2 separate regions of the Mus musculus genome follow, and region 1 is linked to region 2. A link is a contact called in public HiChIP or PLAC-seq data. All regions are on one chromosome and are shown on one strand. The core of a region is the stretch at or near the end of the contact, and the rest is flanking DNA. Distances in the headings are between cores, read along the strand shown.

Region 1 (5,704 bases), core at 2,845-5,344, 370 kb before region 2:
GAGGGACGCAGCACTGCGCACGGCGTGGCATTGCTCAGACTGTCTCGGGTCACTGCGCAAACGTAGCGCTCACTGCGTGTGATGAGTCCCACGCGGTCCACAGAGTCGTCCAGCTGCGTGAAGCGCACTGACGTCAGGTCCGACATGCGCAGTGGCTTCCCGGACATCGGGCAGGTCACCGTGCGGGACTACAGGTAGAGGCAGGGTCAATAGGGGAGAGGGAGAGGGTCCGCCATGTGGGCGGTGGAAGGGGCATGAGGGGCGGGGAGAACGGACTGCAGCAGCAGGAATCCTGGACATTGGGCCCTCACCGGCTTTTCCAGCTTGGTGGCCTTTGCCTCGGGCGTTAGTGAGGGAATCCAGAAGCTGGGCAGTGCTTTGTCCTTGTCCTTGCCTACGGGACCCACACTGGGCCCTGGCTGTTCACCCTCTGTGGAAGGGAGAAGCTGGGGTACACACTTCAGGAAGCCACCCCCTAAAGACCCGACCAAGGGCAGGTATTTCTTGTCACCTGTGTTGGGCAAGGTGGCAGCCTTGGGCATGAAGGGGTTGAGGGGCCGGCTCACGATGGCCGCCTCCTTCTCTAGGAAGCCTCTAACTTGGTCCTGGGCTGCAGCTCGCTGCAGCTCTTTCTGCTCTTCTCTCCTCGCTCCTCGCTGCTTCTCATAGGCCTGGGGGAAGAGGGACCTGGGTTAGCAGTACCAGGGCCCACCCTGGTGTCTACCCCACCCCACCAGTGTGGGGACAGAGCCCTGGGCAGCTCTGGCATAACTGGCAACAGTTGTTGACACTTTCGTGTTCTTTTGCTAAGGTGGCCCTGGCATTTGCGTCCGTGGCTTCCTACTCAATATGGAACCCAGTCCTCCTCCTGGGAGGGCCTCCTCGGTCTGAAACTCACTGTGCAGCCAAGAGTGACCCTGAACTTCCGACCTTCCACCAGGCAAGCCATGCATCCCCATTCCTGGTTATCCGTGCTGGGGTTGGGACCTAGGGCTTCATGCTATTAACCAAGCTCTCCCCAGCCACAAGGCCAAGTTTCTAAAGTGCTTAGACTCTGATGACCACATGGCTAGCCAGCGAACCCCTGTCCTGCCACAGTGGGTGGGGGTGGGGGTGTTGACTCAGAAGTCTATAAATAGTACGGTGTGCTGGGCTCCCTGTGACCAGAACAGTAAGGCATGCGCCCATTGCCCACTCCTGCCTGGCACCCAGCAGGTGTCAAGTAGTCAGCTCTGGAGACTCCCTGGGTCACCCAGCTGAGGTGGTGACATTAACAATGCCTGAGGCCATGAAGGCCTCCAATGAGGGAACCAAGGTCAGGGAGAGTCTAGCTAGCCCTGGTGTGTGGGAGACACAGAGTCTGTGGAGCAAGTACTGAGCATGCATGAGCCGAGGCGACAGCAGGATGGCTGCAGGTGCTTGGCCTGTGAAGCCCGGGTGCCATGCCTGGTCCAAAACAAGGGCCTGCCAGTGTGTCTCTCCCCACAGAATGAAGGACACCCAGCGTGCCTGCTGGGCACTTAGATTATCTATTTGTGTCTTGCACTTGCTCTGTGCACCCTCTAGCTTCACCCTGGTGGCCATTGTACAGCGTAAGACCAAGCACAGGACACACTGTATCCATTTACATCTCAAGCCCCTGCTAAGTGCCTGGAGCTGAGAGCATGGGAAGCTGCTCCTGTGGGCCGTGGGCTGCGCGCCTGCGGTCCAGTGTGGACTCAGCAGTGAGTACGAGGGCACCAGGGGGTCCGGGGGTCCAGGTGGGGTTAGCAGGTGCACCCCAGAGGGCCTGGCCCGCAGGAGGTCTATGCGGATGCTGTCTGGGCTGAGATCTGAGTGGAGAGAAGCGGGAGGTAGATGGCATTCCAGGCAGACGCCACCATTGCAGAAACTGCCCTGCCAGGCTAGGAAGATGGCTCAGCGGTTAAGTCCACTGACTGCTCTTCCAGAGGTCCTGAGTTCAAATCCCAGCAACCACATGGTGGCTCGCAACCATCTGTAACGGGATCCGATGCCCTCTCCTGGTGTCTTCCTCCCCTCAGCCTCCATCACCTTCACCTGCCGGGCGATCTCTCTCTTCTGGTGCAGGATGTACTCCAGGATCGCTTCCCTCTCATACAGGTAGCCGTCTGGCCTGCAGAGGGAGGGGATGAGGGACGCACTGGCGTGGGCTCAGCCGCAGGGTCGGGTCCCCCTCCACATGGGGTACCACCAAGCATATTCAGGTGAGCATCTCTATTCACTCCCTGCCCTGGATACCACTAAGTACCTTTAGGCAACGTCTTCACAGCACTCCTTTCAGTCCTCTCTTTAGAGAGACAATGTACTGGAGCTCAGGCTAGCTTCAAACTACTATGTAGCTGGGGCTTGCCTTGAAGGCCTCGTCTTCCTGTCTGCATTGCCTGAGTGCTGGGATAACAGGTGTGCATCACACCCGGCTTTCTGTGGTGCTGGGATGGACCAGAGGTTCCTGCATGCGAGGCACGCACTGTACCCCGAGTCAGCCTCAGCCACTAGACTAGCAGTGCACTCGCTCGCCCAACTGCACCTGTGGTGGAGGTGAGCTGCCTGCCTCTGGTGAGGGCTCTGAGGCTCTGAGAGGTCTGCTAAACCCACACACACCAGCTGCCCCTTTGCCCCTCCCCTGCTTACGTGACCACAGGGTCATGGCAGGGCTGCAGAGAGAGACAGCAGCAGTCAAAGTCTTTCACAGCGTCCCGGCTCAGTCGAATGTTCTGGGTCCCATAGCCCGAGGCCGCTGGGGACAGAACAAGGTGGGAATGAAGACATGGGTGGGGACATGCCCTCCACCAAATGTCGCAGAGAAGTGTGTAGGTTTGGTGGAGTCTGAGAGAGTCCACAATGGCTAGGTCAGCTTTTTTCCCCAGAAGCGGGGTGAAGAGGCTCAGGGCTCCCTCCCTCTCCCGGGGTGGGGACCACCACTGTGGCTCTCGGCCTTCCTTTCGGCAGAGCTGGCCAGGAATGGTTAAGAGGAAGGGGAGCAGACGTGGGATGGTATGTTGGATGGGCCACACTGTCTATGGCCACCATCATTAGTATAGATGGGAAAGAGACAGGCCACTCAGGGGCAGAACAGGACAACAGGGCAGAATTAGAAAGCCACACCTCACAAAGGGTGAAACTGAAGGTGACAGTGATGTCCCTAGGATGGTACCTGTGTCCTTCTTCTTCTCGTGGTAGGTGTAGACGGCCCCTGCAGTGCAGTTCTTGCCATGCCGCGTCATCCTGTCTAAGGGGGGAAGTGTCAGGGTGACCCCAGGGCACTCACACAGGACATGAACAGCCTCCTGGGCTTGTGGTCAGTAGCCTGCTCCTGAAGCCTGTTCAGGTCGCCGAAAACACAGCCCTAAACCACAGCAGTCCGTGGGTCTCAGCAGGGAGGACAGAACACCAGGCAGTGCCCAGCCACTTCCTTTTGCCTTTGAGACAGAGTCTCACCATGTAGCCCTGGCTGGCCTCAAACTCTACCTCTGCCCCCTAAGAGCTGGTTTAAAGGCCTGAACCACTTTAAAAACAAAAACAAAAAAAAAAAACTCTGTCTTCCTCTATTGCCCAGGCTGATCTTGGATTCCAGGCAAACCTCCTGCCTCAGCCTCTTCAATGCTGGGAAGACAGGCTGTGCCACCACGTCTGTGCTAGGCAAGTGTGTGCATGCGGAACTGCATCCCCAGCCTTCCCTATGTTTCTCATCTCTCCTTTCAGTTACTAAGCCATTGGGGGTCAGGGGAGGCAGGAGAAGAGTTCAAGGGAGGGGGTAGGGAGATGACTCAGGGGTTAAGAGCACCAGCTGTTTTTCCAGAGAACCTGGGTTTAATTCCCAGCACCCACATGGTGGCTCACACCCAGTTCCAGGGCTTCTGGTGCCCTCACCCAGACACACATGCAGGCAAAACACCAGTGCACATAAAATAAACAAATAATTACTTGGGGGGGGGCAGAGGGAGGGAGGGAGGGAGAGAGAGGGAGAGAGGAGAGTTAATTCAAGGTGAATTTGAACTACTTTGAATCTACAAAGTGAGTTGGAGGTCAGCCTGGGCCACATGAGACTTTGCTCAGCAAACAAAAGAAGTTACTGGGGTTGGGGATTTAGCTCAGTGGTAGAGTGCGTGCCTAGCAAGCACAAGGCCCTGGGTTCTGTCCTCAGCTCTGAAAAAAACAAAAAACCCAAGTTACTATGTAAGACACTCTAGAAACAACTAAAACCTTGACTTTTTCAAAACCATTTTATTTGCTATGTGCATGCTTGCTTGTGTGACTGACGTCATGTGCAGCAATGCCTGCCAAGACCAGAAGAGGGTGACAGATCCTCTGAAGCCAGAGTTACAGGTGGCTGTGAGCTCCATGTGGGGACTGGGAAACTAAGCTGGAAGAGCAGCCATCATTACTAATGGATGAGCCATCTCTCCAGCCTGGGTATTTAGAATAACATCATTATTCTCCTTGAAAATGTAGCTGATGTAACCTAATCCTGTGATCTAAACCCATCCTTGATACTTTCCACCATTCACTTGGGTTGTTTTGTTTTTTGTGTTTGTTTGTTTGTTTGTTTGTTTTTGAGACAGCCTTGGCTGTCCTGGAACTCACTCTGTAGACCAGGCTTGGCCTCAAACTCAGAAATCCGCCTGCCTCTGCCTCCCGGGTGCTGGGATTAAAGGCGTCCCCCCCCCCCCACATTCACTTGTATCACAGTCTTTGCTGCTTTGTAGGTTCTTTATCTTCCACCTTTCACCCCTTTCTACCCTTTCAACCCCCAACACTAGAGAGAGGAAAAAGGATGGGAAGAAAAGGGTTGGGAAGGGGGCGGAGTTATCATTAAGTTACCTCCTGCTCATTATGGGCATCAAGCTCCCTGGGCAAGCTTGACAGTCAAAGTCAGGATATCTCATTTTTTTTTTTTCCTTTCCTTCTTTGTGTATGACTACTTAACAAACCCAGACCAAGAGCAACCAAGAACCAATAACCCCACTTCTCAGGGCCCTAGCATTTATAGACCCTCTGAAAACTCCTCAGAATCCAAATGTCACACAATCACAGAAACTATCTGCTGCAGCAAAATTACACCTCTGCTAGGGCACAAGGCAAATCATAGTCAGCTGCTGTGGGCGGTCTGAAGCAGCCCCACATCCCACAGCTGGGATTACAACAATCATATTCTTATAATATTTCTGTGTTCTTCAAAGAAAGCAAAGCTCCAAATTTGTCACTACCCATGTGAAACACATACATACAAACTAAAGAAAAGGTTTCACCAGAAATTAAATTTTACATATCCTTTTCTCCATGAACGTATATTTTCATTGGTTCCTATTTTAACCTGATTTCATGTCTTTGTGTTCAAAACTATTTAGGTAATCACTCATATATCTCAGCAATAGAAAAAAATACAGAGGGCTGGAGATGTTGCAGCTTAAAACTCCTATAGACACAGCCCCAGGGGATGGATCTGTCTGTCTGTCTGTCTGTCTGTCTGTCTGTCTCTCTCTCTCACACACACACACACACAAATGTAATAAACTGCTTATTTAAAAAGAAACAGGGGGTTGGAGAGATGGCTCAGCAATTAAGAGCACTGACTGCTCTTCCAGCAGTCACTGCTCTTCCAGCTACAGTGTACTTACGTATAATAAATAAATAAATCTTAATAAATAAATAAAACCTAGTATCATGTTCTTATTAAAAAAAA
Region 2 (5,479 bases), core at 313-2,812:
AAACTAAGTCACACAAGTCAAATGTGCTGCCCGTCTTGATGTAACCGACTACGTGCGGCATGCCCACTCCTTTGTTCCCATATCATTCTAACCTTCCAGGTCAGAGTCCAGGAGGGGACCTGGTCACAAAAGCTGAATCAAGGACCCTGAAACCAGGTGACCTGGATAAAGCCCAACCCCCTTTTGTGAAAATATGATTGGTCAATGCAACAGACCACCCTGCTCCCCCTCCCTTTTTGTTCCCATCCTATAAAAATGTTACACGTCTGTCTCCCCTGGGGATGCAGTACAGATCCCAAACGGGTTGCCTCCCTGAGCACTCAGAAAATAAAACTTTACTTTTTAAGTTTCCATCTCTGAAGTGAGTTCTTGTAGGGGGTGGTTCTGATGCCGAGGTCCTGTTCACCAATTGGTTCTTGATATGTCTGTAAAGAAGCTATGGGTCAATTGCTGGACGAGAGGGATAGGCGGGGCTTCCGGGCCCCTGGAGGCAAGGGAGGAGAGACAGAATTCTTCGCCATGCTTCTGATGAAGAAAAGTTGACCAACTATGTGAGATCTCGAAACAGAGTAGCCACACAGGCCGCTCCTACAGACAAGTGGTCAGGGATGTTTAGCAGGGACTAGGTTCAACAGACCAACTAAAGTTAGGTCAGTTGGGAGGTGCAGAGATAAGAATATTGATAAGGGCAAGCTTTTCCAGGCAGGAAAAACCTACTATCATAGCCCAGCCATTGTGTCAAAAGGCGAGTTGAAATTGAACAACTGTGTGTCTGTGTCATTTATCCGTGGATTCAAGGGAAACTGTGTGGGGGTTGGTAGTGCGGCCTGTTCCCAGAGCAATGGTGGGGTAATAAAGCTACAACGCAACATGTTTTCTTGGCTTCCACCCCAAACCTAACACTAAGGTGGCTAGCAAACAGTCTGAAGTTACAGGTGTAGCTGCTATAATATTGTAAACTGTAAAATTATATATTCTAGCCAGCCTGTGTAAAAGACACACAAACCTGTATTTTATTTACAAGCCCAGATTGGGCATCTTCAATTCTATTCTCTTCTGTATTCAAACCATGTGCCCCTTGTTACTTGGTGTTTTCAGTCTCACCCTGACTGCTTTGCTCCCTCAGTCTGTCAGGTCTCTTGGTCCATCCCCTCTAATAGAGACCTCGTTCTCTGCATCTCCCAATGGTCTCTCCTGAGACCCCCCACTCACTCCATCCTCAAGTCCCACTTTTCTTTCTCCACTGCCCAATCATAGTTCCGTCCCTAGCCTTTTATTAACCAATTAACTTTTAGTTGGGGGAGCAAGTTTTACATAACAAAGGCTGGCATATGTGAGAATTCTTTTGTCTGGATGGCAACCAGATCTTGGGGTTCAGAGTTTAGCATTTGTATACATAGCAGCCAATCACACCGCCTCCCCCCCCCCCCCCCCCACACACACACAGACATGGCTGGCTTAGCCTGAGCAGCTGAATTGAATTACATGTGATTGGGATAGCTTAGGAATGATGGAGGACACCCAGGGTGTCATTGTGCCATGTCACCAGTAGAGTGCGATCACACTAGTTAAATTCTCTCCCTGACCTGTGCTAGCGAGCTGTGGCTCCCTGCAGCCTGCACTTATCAGGTCCAGGATTATCCAGCAGACTAGCAAGATTGAGACCACTGTCTGAGATAGACGCCAGCCTGTTGGCTTGCGCATGCTTCTCCTCTTCCATCGTCAAAGTCCCTCTTTAGGACAGTGAGCTGCACAACGGCCACAAAGCCGGGCTTGCTCAGCTTCTAAACCCAGAGCTCTCAGATCCGGGTATGAGGCCCAGAATTGCTTTGGTTTCTCTGATGTTAGCCACATCAGTAAAGAGTGACTTAGTAAAACATAGATGAATTAAATATCATTTGCTATCACACCCTAGGATTTTACATTTCAATAAAGAAGGCTGAAGGATTTCCCACACTGAGCTAAACCCCAGCATCAAGGAGGCTGGGGCAGAAAGATGGCCATTTCTGTACCTAGAATCTACTAGTGAGGGGTTGGGGGCATGGCTCAGTGGTAGAGCCCCTGCCTAGAATCCCCCAGTGAGGGACTGGAACGTGGTTCAGTGGTAGAGTGTTTCTTTTTTAAGCTGGTGTGAGGCTCTAAGTCCCAGTTCTTCAAAGTAAATAAAAAACAAAGCCAGACCTCCCTGGTCCTAAAGCTGTTCAGAGGGCCATCGCTAGATCATATGCAATGTACCACCCCTTACCAGTGTGCATCACTCATATGCACACTGCACACTAACTATATGCAGTGTACCGCACTTCCCTGGCCCAGTGGGAGGATTTGTTTGTTTGTTTGTTTGTTTGTTTGTTTTGTGGATAAAGTTACCTTCCAGGATTCTTTCTGTCCCCTGTAATTTTTTAAAACAAACTTTATTTATGGTTTTGTGTGTGACTGTCTGTTTAAACCAAACAGCTGCCACTTGGAGAGTTCAGCCGTAGCCCCTTGCAAAAGGATGGGGACACCGGGCTTGCTGACTCATTGTGGCAGGGTGGGGAAGGTTTGGAGCCCCTGGGCCTGAGTGCCCAGCAGCCTCTTACCAGTCCTGTGCAGTGCTGCCTTCGCTGTGTGTGACCCCGGGGAGCAGCAAGAGGGTATACACAGGTGAGGGTTTGGGGAAGCTCCATTTATGGAGCTGTGGGACAGCTCTCATCCTCACTGGGTAAGTCAGGTGCAGCCTGTTTGAAGAGGTGCACCCCATCCCTAGAGGTAACTCCTTACCTACGCTTTGTAAGGAAAACCAAGGTTGAGCAGAGTGACCTCAGAGAAGCCGTGCTTCAGTTTATCATTGCAAGCTTAGGAAGGAAGGAAGACCCTGCTGACATTATACTTCTGGGAAGGAATTTTAGCCACATACGTGTGTGTATGTGTGCCTGACAGCTGTCTGCAGGTGCCCATGGAGACCAGAAGAAGATGTGGGATCCCTTGATATTGTAGTTACAGATGGTTTATGGACTGCCCAACATGGGTGCTGGAAATTGCAACCAGGATTTTTGTAGTGTGTGCTTCTAACCACGAAGCCATCTCTGCAGTTGCCCTCTCCTCCCAATCAGTGCGTTCAACTTTACAGAAGAAACATGCATTTACTTATTCACGTTTGTGTTTGTGAATGTATGGGCTCCTGTGTGTATCTGTGTGGGGTCCTTATACCTATGTGTGTGTGCAAAGGCATGAAGAACCTGATACCCTCTGAGACTCTGTCTGTTCCTTGAGGCAGGAGCCCTCCCTGAACCTGAACCTCATGCTTTCCCAGCTGGGCTGAAAGGAACAAGGTCCAGGGACCCTCGTGTCTCCTCTGGCTACAGTCCAGGGACCCTCGTGTCCCCTCTGGCTACAGTCCAGGGACCCTCGTGTCCCCTCTGGCTACAGTCCAGGGACCCTCGTGTCCCCTCTGGCTACAGTCCAGGGACCCTCGTGTCCCCTCTGGCTACAGTCCAGGGACCCTCGTGTCCCCTCTGGCTACAGCACTAGGACTCAGGCTACTTGGCCAGTTACACAGCGATGCAGGCTGAGCTCTGGCCCTCATGTGTCTCTCGCAGCATCTCCCAAATGCTAAGCTCTCTCTCCAGCAAGCCACAACATCTAAAAACCTTTTTTACACTGGGCATCGGCGGCGCACACCTTTAGTCCCAGCACTTGGGAGGCAGAGGCAGGCGGATCTCTGAGTTCCAGATCAGCCTGGTCTTCAGAGTGAGTTCCAGAACATCCAAGGCTACACAGAGAAACCCTGTCTCTGTGTGAGGCTCTAAACAAACAAATAAACAAATTAAACCAAAAACTAAAACCCAACAAACACAGCAACAACCTACAAAATCTTTGTTTGTTTGTTTTTCGAGACAGGGTTTCTCTGTGTAGCCCTGGCTGTCCTGGAGCTCACAATGTAGACCAGGCTGGTCTCAAACTCAGAAATTCGCCTGCCTCTGCCTCCCAAGTGCTGGGATTAAAGGCATGCCCCTCCATGCCCTGCTAACCCCTCCCCCCTTTTAACATTTAAAAAAAAGTGTGTGTGTGTGTCTAGATGGGGGGGGGGGGTCATGTGTGGTGCCATACAGCAAATGTTCAGGTCAGAAGACAACTTACAGGAGCTAGTTTGTTCCTTGAGGGCTCCAAGACTTGAACTCATGTCACCAAACCTGGTGACACACTCCTTTACCCAATGAGCCATCTTCCCAATTCCCAGATCATTTTTAATGATGTTCCTAGCTGCCATGTGCTGACAGTGTTCCCACCACCTTGGAGATTTCTTGGTTGTGGGGGTCTTTGTGACAACTACACCCAGTAAAGTAACAGTCCACGGAGGTAAGAAAGCACAACTCAGTAGCTGCTATTGGGTCAAATTTCGGGGCTCTCACCTTAAGTCGTTCCTTATAAGCATATTTAAATACAGTGAAATTTAGTGAAGAATTTCCTGGTGATAAATAACTCCTTCACATGTGCACAATAAAGCTTAGGGCATGACTACATCAGAACTCTTTTGTAATGAGTAATAGGAACAGCAGGGCAACCTTTATGTAAATGTCCGGGCCTGCAGCCGCAGAAGCATCTCCTGCAGGAGGACCTAATTGAGGACTGCCTGACCAAGGATTGCTGACATAGACAATGCCAGCCAATCAGGAACTGCTGTTTAGACGAGATGCTTTCTTGAGACCAATGTGTCTTGGGTGGAGGGTGTTAAAGGAGCTTGCAGCAGTGTTCAGGTGAGCTTGCCTCCAAAGTCTGTGTCCTTGACTCTCAGCCACCTCACCTCCAACCCCCAAGGGGAGGTAGGGTCAGGGGTCGAGTAGCCCAGGGCAGGCACAGGCAGCAGTGAAATATATGTGACACCTTCCATAAAGATATTCTATAGATTAACAGAGAAAACAAGCTCACATCAGGGTCTGGGGGAGAATCCGGTGTAGTCTCAGCCACTCGGCTAGTGTAGAGGTCACCAGGCTGCTAATCATATCCATTCCCAGTGTCCCTTTGAAGGGACAGCCCCCTGTTTCTCATTCCTGGCTTCTCTGGTGCTTTTCTGTGAGCACAAGGGTCTCTGCCTCCCTGGCTGAGCACACCTGGCAGTTTCATCCAGGGACCTGCAGGGATGGAAATACAGGCTGCTTCCTGCAGGTGACAGGAGGCTCCTGTGCAACGAACTGCCCTGAGGGAGACCCTGACTCATGGGTACCTGGAAAGTGCATGCACACAGCTGATGCGCACAGCTGTTTTGGGGGTTGTTTCACTATTTTTTTTTTCTTTTGAGACAGGGTTTCTCTGTGTAGCCCTGGCTGTCCTGGAACTCACTCTATAGACCAGGCTGGCCTCGAACTCAGAGATCCACCTGCCTCTACCTCCTGAGTGCTGGGATTAAAAGTAAGTAGTATGCCACTACTGCCTGGCTTTTGTTTTATTTTTCAGTTATCAGGAAAAAATGGGTTGCATTATGGTATCTGCACGCACACGT

The links. HiChIP or PLAC-seq counts read pairs in DNA pulled down with a chosen protein or histone mark.
Region 1: a contact with region 2 is called in an H3K27ac HiChIP or PLAC-seq map of embryonic stem cells, with 5 times the contacts expected there. The contact joins two enhancer-like sites. A contact is called at or near these places in 4 of 115 datasets of contacts at active chromatin or transcription factors (embryonic stem cells and pancreatic cancer cells).

The regions. Positions count from the first base shown.
Region 1 is chr7:45,071,036-45,076,739 of GRCm38.p6, reverse strand. It overlaps Nosip (nitric oxide synthase interacting protein), which reads right to left. Exons shown (of 9, transcript NM_025533.3): 2 at 3,176-3,250; 3 at 2,653-2,758; 4 at 2,053-2,134; 5 at 512-671; 6 at 312-430; 7 at 1-188. The coding sequence starts at 3,245. Among named protein-coding and RNA genes, the nearest start is that of Nosip, 11 kb to the right of the region's middle. Within about 2 kb of position 4,094, at least 17 of the 459 cell types and tissues checked have an H3K27ac peak or open chromatin away from gene starts, as enhancers often do. A contact at or near this core is called in embryonic stem cells, where this site is marked.
Region 2 is chr7:44,698,179-44,703,657 of GRCm38.p6, reverse strand. No RefSeq gene overlaps it. Among named protein-coding and RNA genes, the nearest start is that of Izumo2, 7.8 kb to the left of the region's middle. Within about 2 kb of position 1,562, at least 15 of the 459 cell types and tissues checked have an H3K27ac peak or open chromatin away from gene starts, as enhancers often do. A contact at or near this core is called in embryonic stem cells, where this site is marked.